3 separate regions of the Gossypium hirsutum genome follow, and regions 1 and 2 are each linked to region 3. A link is a contact called in public Hi-C data. All regions are on one chromosome and are shown on one strand. The core of a region is the stretch at or near the end of the contact, and the rest is flanking DNA. Distances in the headings are between cores, read along the strand shown. Region 1 has its middle 7.5 kb from the start of LOC107949717. Region 2 holds the start of LOC107949715 (mediator of RNA polymerase II transcription subunit 4). Region 3 holds the start of LOC107949725 (protein-L-isoaspartate O-methyltransferase 1).

The links. Hi-C and Micro-C count contacts between places; a contact is called where the count stands out from the background.
Region 1: a contact with region 3 is called in a Hi-C map of leaf, with 2.0 times the contacts expected there. The contact joins the enhancer-like site here to the promoter of LOC107949725 in region 3.
Region 2: a Hi-C map of leaf shows a contact between it and region 3, with 2.9 times the contacts expected there. The contact joins the promoter of LOC107949715 here to the promoter of LOC107949725 in region 3. A contact is called at or near these places in 11 of 34 Hi-C or Micro-C datasets (hypocotyl, leaf and petal).

Annotation. Positions count from the first base shown.
Region 1 is chrD03:41,198,645-41,201,344 of Gossypium_hirsutum_v2.1, forward strand. No RefSeq gene overlaps it. Among protein-coding and RNA genes, the nearest start is that of LOC107949717, 7.5 kb to the right of the region's middle. Within about 2 kb of position 1,362, at least 4 of the 9 cell types and tissues checked have an H3K27ac peak or open chromatin away from gene starts, as enhancers often do. A contact at or near this core is called in leaf, where this site is marked.
Region 2 is chrD03:41,217,129-41,219,828 of Gossypium_hirsutum_v2.1, forward strand. LOC107949715 (mediator of RNA polymerase II transcription subunit 4) reads right to left here and starts at 1,381. Exons shown (of 8, transcript XM_016884459.2): 1 at 1,192-1,381; 2 at 852-1,102.
Region 3 is chrD03:41,040,295-41,043,052 of Gossypium_hirsutum_v2.1, forward strand. It overlaps LOC107949725 (protein-L-isoaspartate O-methyltransferase 1), which reads right to left and starts at 1,325. Exons shown (of 5, transcript XM_016884469.2): 1 at 1,128-1,325; 2 at 427-630; 3 at 1-250. The coding sequence starts at 1,133.

The sequences.
Region 1 (2,700 bases), core at 112-2,611, 160 kb after region 3:
GCCATGAAGATAAGAAAGGTATTTAAGGGAGATATTCGCAGACCATGTTTCCTCTCTTGATTGGTGAGTTGTTTAGTGTAGGTCTCTCTTTTAAGTTGGCTATATGGCTTGATGTAAAGAAGTTACAAAATATGCAAATGACAAGTGACAAGAGGTGGTTAAGCTTCGCATGACCTTAGCCTACGATGCTCGACAACGTAATCTCCCAAGTGAGACCTAGTGAAGTATGCGTAATTGAAAAAATTGCATGTATAATTTAAATTAGTATAGATTATTGATAATATATATGCATCCACACGCCATCTAAGCAAATATATAATAATTGCAACTTTCATTCTATTTTTTTAATTTTGTAATCCAACTTGCATTTTGGTGATCAAAGCTAATTGAGCTTAGCTGTTACCCCTATATCTTAACAAAGAAATGATTTCATACAGTTACAGCTAATTACCACCCTCTAATCATTATTAGATGCTATTAATTCACTTGGACCGCATGTCCAGTCTCTATAATGCAACATTACTTAATCCACTTTATTGGAAGGGGACAAAAACCTACCATCCAATTATTTTTAAATATAATCTCTATATTTGCATCATATTTATATGTTTTATTAAGTTATAATTATATTATATAGTTATAAAATTAAATTTTAATATGCTTATAAATATTAAAATATTCTTACATTTGTAGCGTATTTGTATTTGTATATATTAATAATTTTGTTTAACTTTACCTAAAATCTAAAACTTTTAGGTAAAACATAACTAATTATTGGCTCAATGGTACTTGTTAAGATGAATACAAAGTTGTTGTTGGCGGGTCCGACTCTGAAATCTTTTAATAGATTAAAGCAGTGATCAAAAGATATGTAATGTATGTAGCATGTGTGGGCCATTTGACAATATATGGTCCTATACGTAAAATTTTGAATGGACGTGCCATCTCTAAGATTATGTTTTTCGGGTAAAATAGACGATTTTACAACTCAGGTCCTGTTAAGAAGCATTGTAGTAAAATAACATTTATCCCATCTGGTATAGTAGCATATTTATAAAGCTGATGCCCATTCTGGTTATCTAATCCGCACCAAAGTTAGCTTACATATTTAATAGTTGAAATTTGGAAGATTGTTATATTGAATAAATTATATGTTTTTATACACCTTGTCTGGCCGGCCCGATGGGGAAGCACACGAACAGTATGAACAGTTTGGCAAACCCCTCGTAGAAACTTTTCAACTCAACAACTAAGTGGTCCCATACATTAACTGCCACGTTAAACTTTAACCATCACGTGTCATCCGAAGAGGTCTATAGTACACCATAGTGTCATTCTACTTGGATCTATACTATCAGATCATAATGATTTGACATGTGGCACCTCAAGACAAGAAAATAAAGGTATATAAGGCTCGAAGCATGAGGAGGAAGAACCCCCCCCCCCCTCTTATCCACAACTTTGGCCACCCAATTAGATGGCTCTCTACCTTGTGTTAAACAGGAGGTGAATCTCTCATTTCTGCCACCTCCTCCATGTATAAGTTAATCCTCAACATGTTTTAATTAAATTTTTAATTTACATTATTTTCATTCTAAAAATCATTTTCTAGAAATCTAATAAAATAAGGGCACTTTATTATTTTTTTAGAGTCTCATACATAATATTATACATTCATGAACACCCATATTTTTACCCTAATTAACAAAATTAATATGTGAAGAACATACACAAATGAAAACAAATGCAAAAACTAACTCTAATCCTAACTCTAAACCCTAATTAATAAAGTTAATGAAAAAACAAAAATGAAAAAAATAATATACATATATTTAAAGTATTGTTAATATGAATTGATTTAGTCATGAAAAGAACATAATATTAATTAAGATTTTTTAATAATATATGAATGAATTCAGTTGTATCAATGTAAAATTAAAATAAATTTATCATCTTTCATAATTTTTTGTACAATTAATATAAATTTTGAAGTTATAAAATCGTTGCTAAGATATAAGCTATATGCTTGGAAGGAGTGATAAGGGAGTAGGCATTTCTTCAAGTACCGAAGTGAAATAGTAAACAAACAGAAGACATTAGAGTTGTTTACGTAGTTTAGTTTCCTTACATCTACAGAGCCTAGCTCAGTGAAAAATATTTACTATCTTCAACAGTTACAACAAGAGATCCTATTCGATTACACACCAGCTATGAAAATTTTCTCATCTTTGTACTTTGAAGAACAATACTCTTACCATTACATTCACCATTGTGAATTCAGTAAGTAAAACCACAACACAAAAGGTTTTACTATCAATATACACTCATAAAATAAAGTTCCTCACAAGGACAATTAAGTGCTCAATCTCATAATACAATAACCTATATAAGTCTCTCAATTATATAGAATGCATCGAGACTTGCTTACATAAGAATATCTATATCAATCCCTATAAAACAACCATATTATAAGCTGAGTACAATATAATAATAATGAACAAGGTAAACATGGACTCTTGGCAGCTAAGTATACAACATTCCAATTTAATCTAATATCCACGATCTAAGGGATTCGATAGGGGTTGATCTAACTCAATCCAATCTTCCAAATATGTTTCCCCAAGTGATATAATCTTTATTGATGGACTAGATACCATCCACATAATCAACACATTCCAGAAACACCGTTTAATAAATTAC
Region 2 (2,700 bases), core at 131-2,630, 180 kb after region 3:
CATGTGCTTATTATGCTTTCTCCTATAGCTCGACTATCTTCCTTCGACATTGCATCCTTCGGGTTCTTTTTAATGCTAACAATCAATCTAGCTGACATGGTTTGGTTTAAGGGTAAATAATTTGAGTCTTGAGAACTAGGATCAATCCCATTCTGACCCTTAACAATTACCCATTTTTCTAAAAACTTAAATCACGTGTAAATTAGTATGAATCTCCAACACCCTACATCAATGGAAAAAAAAAGTTCATAGCTTTCTAATCCATGGATTACTCCTATTCTAGGGCTAAATAGTTAACTCGAGTAAAGTTGAAGAACCTTTAAATAACTGGGAATTCAAGCTCTTGAGACACTTCAACACTGAATTCAAAACTTAAAATCCATGTATCTCTCATTCAAAGAATAGACCAAAGAAAAAATCTTTAACAATGAATCCAATATAAGATTAAACATTAAAAAAAACAAAACGATGCATTAAGTGATTGAAGAACGAAAAGAACTCACCGATTAATCTATAAATTAAAGAAGCAAAAACCCAAAAAGGAAATTTGATTTACTGACAGCTTCGAGGACAGGTAGGATTGAATATAGAAGAGATTGGAAAAAACATAGTTTCTCTTGAATTGCAGGGACTAGGTTTCTATTGTATTGTCTCATTAACCGTGTTCGAGCGGTTTTTTCCGGGTTATGGGCCTTTTTTAGTTTTTCTATTAAAGGGTGATCTGCAAAAATAGAGTGCCTAACAGCCTATGGAACGATGATGGTGGTGACCGGAGGAAAAATTGGTGGTATTTTCTTTGTTACTGTTAGGGATTTAGAAAAAAAAAACGTCCATAGAAGCCATGGAGATACCTGGAATTGGATGAGATTGACCGGCCGCACAGCGGGACGGCGACGGCTGAAGGCTGGAGCGGAGAAGGCGATGGCAGTGGTGAACTCCGGCGACAGAGGAAGCAGCAGCTTGGCCGGAACGAAGACAGTGTCTTGATGGAAGAACGAGCGGGACAACGCAACGGTGATGGGCGCCGGCTACAGAGGAAGCGGGAGACGGAGAGGAGCCTGCTATCGACGGGCAGCGGCACTTAGGGATTTTCTTTTAGGAACTGATTTGGGAAAAAGGGGAGGGGAGGTCACTGGTCAGTATAATTAAAAAAATTAATAAAAATTCGGGCCAGGCCCGAAAAAATCTTACCCGAGACGGTGGAGAGTGGCGGTTCTGGAAACGGTGAGAGCCATGGTTGGCGTTTAGGGTTGGGGCGGTGGAGAGAATCTAGGGACACTGCTACAAAGAAGAAGGAAATGTAGAAGCCTTGTCTCAACTTTAACGTTGCTGTTAACAATTTTTAACAAATTCAAATCTTGTAATAAATATCCAGCGGTCGTGCAATTTTATTTTATATATTAAGGAAATGAAATATTCCATTACTTTTTGTTAATAAACTTCACTCCTACTTTAAAATTTTTAAATTAATAATCCGTTGGGACCGGTGATAAGATTGACTCGATTTAGATTAATAAATAGAGATATAATGAGATTAATTATTATAACAATAAGATTTAAGTATTATATCAGTGAAATTAAAATTATCGATAAGATATGTGTTTGAATTTAAATGTAACTATATTGATAATTTGAGAATGGAAAATGATTATTATAGACATTAAATTAAAATGTATATAAAATAAATGATTAAAAACTATTATAAATTATATTTAAATTAAAAATAAAATATAAAATATAATTATATGTATGCTAAACTATAATTTTAATTTGTAATTTATATTAAAAATGAAATTATTAAAAATATTTATATTATATTAAATAATATATATTAAAATTATAACATAATATCTTAAGTATTGTTTGATAAAATGAAAAAAAAAAGTATTGAAATTTTAACTTTATAAAATTATTTCATATATTATTTAAAATTAATTATTGAATATAAATTGTTTAATAAATATATTTTTTAAATTATAAAAAATATATATTCACATTTTATCCTTAATTTTTAAACATTTCACTTCTTCTAAACAAAAATTAAATATTAACCATAAAATTTTTACAAGATAATATACTATTAAAATTAATTAATTGAAAATATTGATAAATAGATTTTATCTTCTTATTATTTTCTACACTTTTTTATAAAAAAATTCTAACAGTTAATTTAATTTTTTTCATAGTCAATCAAATAAGGCTTACATTAAAATTAAAATTATATTAAAAATAAAATAAGTAATAGAGAAAAGTGGAAGAAGGTAAAAAAAAAAGTAATTAGCACTTTGGGTTTTTTTAGGTTCCTGTACATTTACTAAACCTTCAAACTCCGATAGAAATTTGAATTGTAAAGCATTTTAGACTTGAAATGATACCGATTGATCCAAAGGCGCACTAAATTCATTATTATAAATTTAAAAATCCTTTGTAGTTTTACTAACATTAACTTATGATATAAAAAATCATATGTTAATACTATCGGTTGCAATGTAATTTGTCATATTTGTTGACATATTTTAATTGAAAATTATGTTTAATATCTTATGACTCTTCAAATATTTTGTTATCCTCAAGCAAAGATACTTCCCAAAGGTTCTAATGTGGTTGGATTATCATATTTAAAGATAATTGAGGGACCTCATAATGGTCCTCATGGAAGGGAAGTCATTACAGCTTTCAGAAATAGTGAAGGTAACATTC
Region 3 (2,758 bases), core at 75-2,574:
GCATGCCGGGCTGCAAATTTTCCTCCAATAACTGAAGGCAGGTAGCATGCATATGAGGTGCAGAAATGGTGGCGTTGTAACCTATTGCCATTGGACTATCGACATAAGCTGGGGTCCCATCAGGTACAAATAATGCTCTATCAATAGTCTCCATTACTTCAACAACCTTCTTTGATGAAATCACTCCATATCGCTGCAACTGCTCCACCATTTGTTTGTTCTTGTTGGTCCCACTTCCACCCGAGTGGTGCTAACAAATCATTACCAAAAATGTTTAGCACAAAGTCACCATTGAACCGAAAAACAACAAAAGGAAACAGAAATACTGAAATAAAACCACTGAATGCTACACGAATCAACCACTGACAATGCCTATGGCCATAACTAATTTTATTTTCAAGGCAAGCCACAAAAAAACAGAGGAACCTCAGACAGAGAAGTTGAACAAGCAATCATTGGTATAGACATCATCGCAGGTCCAATGCCTTCCTTATCAAGGGCAGCCACGGGCTGAGTTCTCAGGTCCGAAGTCGATGGACATGCTAAATTATCACTAGACATGGCACAATGGGCCCCAATGGAAATGACCAATAGAACATAGCATCCCCAGGCTACTTGACATACCGGACCCTGTACCAGGAACTACCTCAAATGATGTCTTTTGCACCAATAATTATATCCACAACATAAAATTCCCACCTTCTGGGAAGTTCACAAAAACAACAATCAAATTGCATCATGTTTTGTTTCAATTCCTAGATTATGAATCTTACAAAATTACACTAATTGAAGCTATTATGTTAGTAAAAGTCAAAAGAATATCCAACAATTCAAACAATTCTATAGATATAATAAAAGCTAGTTCTTCAAGCTATCATTGATGATCACCCTAGAAATTCTCAGAAACCGTCCCTAAATTATTCCTTTTCTATTTTTGATGATCAACCAAGACAATTTTATCATTTCTTGAAAACCCAAACTCAAAACCTAAGTAATAAACAAAAAAAGAGAGGAAAAAAACACCATTTCCCCGTAATCAGAAGGAAAACAAAACCCAGAAACCAAAACTGTTATTAAGCATAAAAGTGAAGCGAGATAGAGGGAAGAAAATGGAAAGAGTAAGGCACCTCCATCCTGAAGAACAAGGGGTTATCCTAAGAAGAAAATGAAGTTAGGGAGCTAAAAGATTGATTAATAAAGGAAGAATCGAATAAAATGAAGATGCAGAGCGTGGATGAAGAAGGAAGGAACTAGTGTCAGTTTCCATTAGTATAGTATGGCTTGCTAGCTTTTCTCACTCGGAACTGACTCATCTGGTTGGCCCAACACTGACGATACTCTCTTGGGCTTACTTTTGTAATTGATAATTCTTTCATGGATCAATGATGATAGCAAACTTCCGGGCCTTTAGTTGTTTATGAAATTGTTCTTGGTTTAATTCCATGCCCTTTCTCACCAATGATACAACTTTGTGGGCTTATTTGGTAAGAATTGTTCAAGATTCGGATTAACTTTTTAAGTTGGAAAGTTCAGTTAAAATTTAAAAAGTTACTATCAAGCTCGAAAAATAAGTTTTAAAAAAATTAGGCTCGTTTAAAATATAGATTAAATTTTGAGTTTAATGTTCAAAGCTCGAATTCGGCTTAACCTGTTCGATTTTTAAGTTTATAATATGTTATTTTTCTTTTCTTTTATGTATTATGTTATTTATATATAGAAGTTAAATATATTGGGTTATAATGTAAATATAAAATTTTTAATAAAATAAAAAAATATAATGACAGTATGCTTATATATAATTACTAAATATTTAAAAAAATAGATTTAAAAAAAATATGAGGGAATCTAGATAAATTCAACTTAACTGTTTATGATTATGAACTAATTTGAATAAAATTTTAAACTCATATTTCAAATTAGGTCGAGCTTAAATAACTATCAACATTGCTACCAATTAGCTTAGCGAGGCCATGAAGATTGTAGTGTGAAAAAATTGGCTAACCAATTAAAATGCATAGGACTAAATCAATTTTAGTTTTAAGGAATCCATGAACTGACTCTCTTATTACTTGTTAGTAAAAATAATCCACCTTAAAATAATACGGCTTGGGTTCTGGAACTAGAAATGGAAATTCAAAACTTGAAGGGCAAGATTAGGAAGCTGCATGATGAGCTAGTGGTTAAGGACTTGAAATCAACATTATTGCATAGTATCATCATAGTTTACTACTAGGTCATCTATTTGATAAACTAGACCATCATGAAGAACTTCTATTTTAAGGAAACTATCCCACTAAGCCAGAGTTTTTTATGATGTTGAAGATCAAGACTAAAACCTCTTGGATTATTGTATTTCCAATGGGTTTCGAGACTTGAACTTGTTTATGTAACTTCCCGAAGGAATGTCTTACAAATCGACACTGTGTCCATTTGGTCCTTTGGATTATAAAATAGCTCACCCCATTTTCTTTTTGAATATTCTACAAATATGCATAATTTTTGTCTATTAACTTTGATTTCCCAAGCTTTTAATATAATAGAATTTAAGATAAATTTTATATATTATATTTTTCTAAGTCATTTGGTGAAAATATGGTTGAAAATTTCATCAAACATTTTCAAAGACTTGCAATTACTTTAAAACATGTTTTAAATGTGCTTTAATTTATCCAAATGTTTTTGAGTCAATACCAAAGTGTTCTAAGATGTTTAAAATATTCTTAAGGAACTTCAGTAGTCAAGTCTTATGGGTTGCATG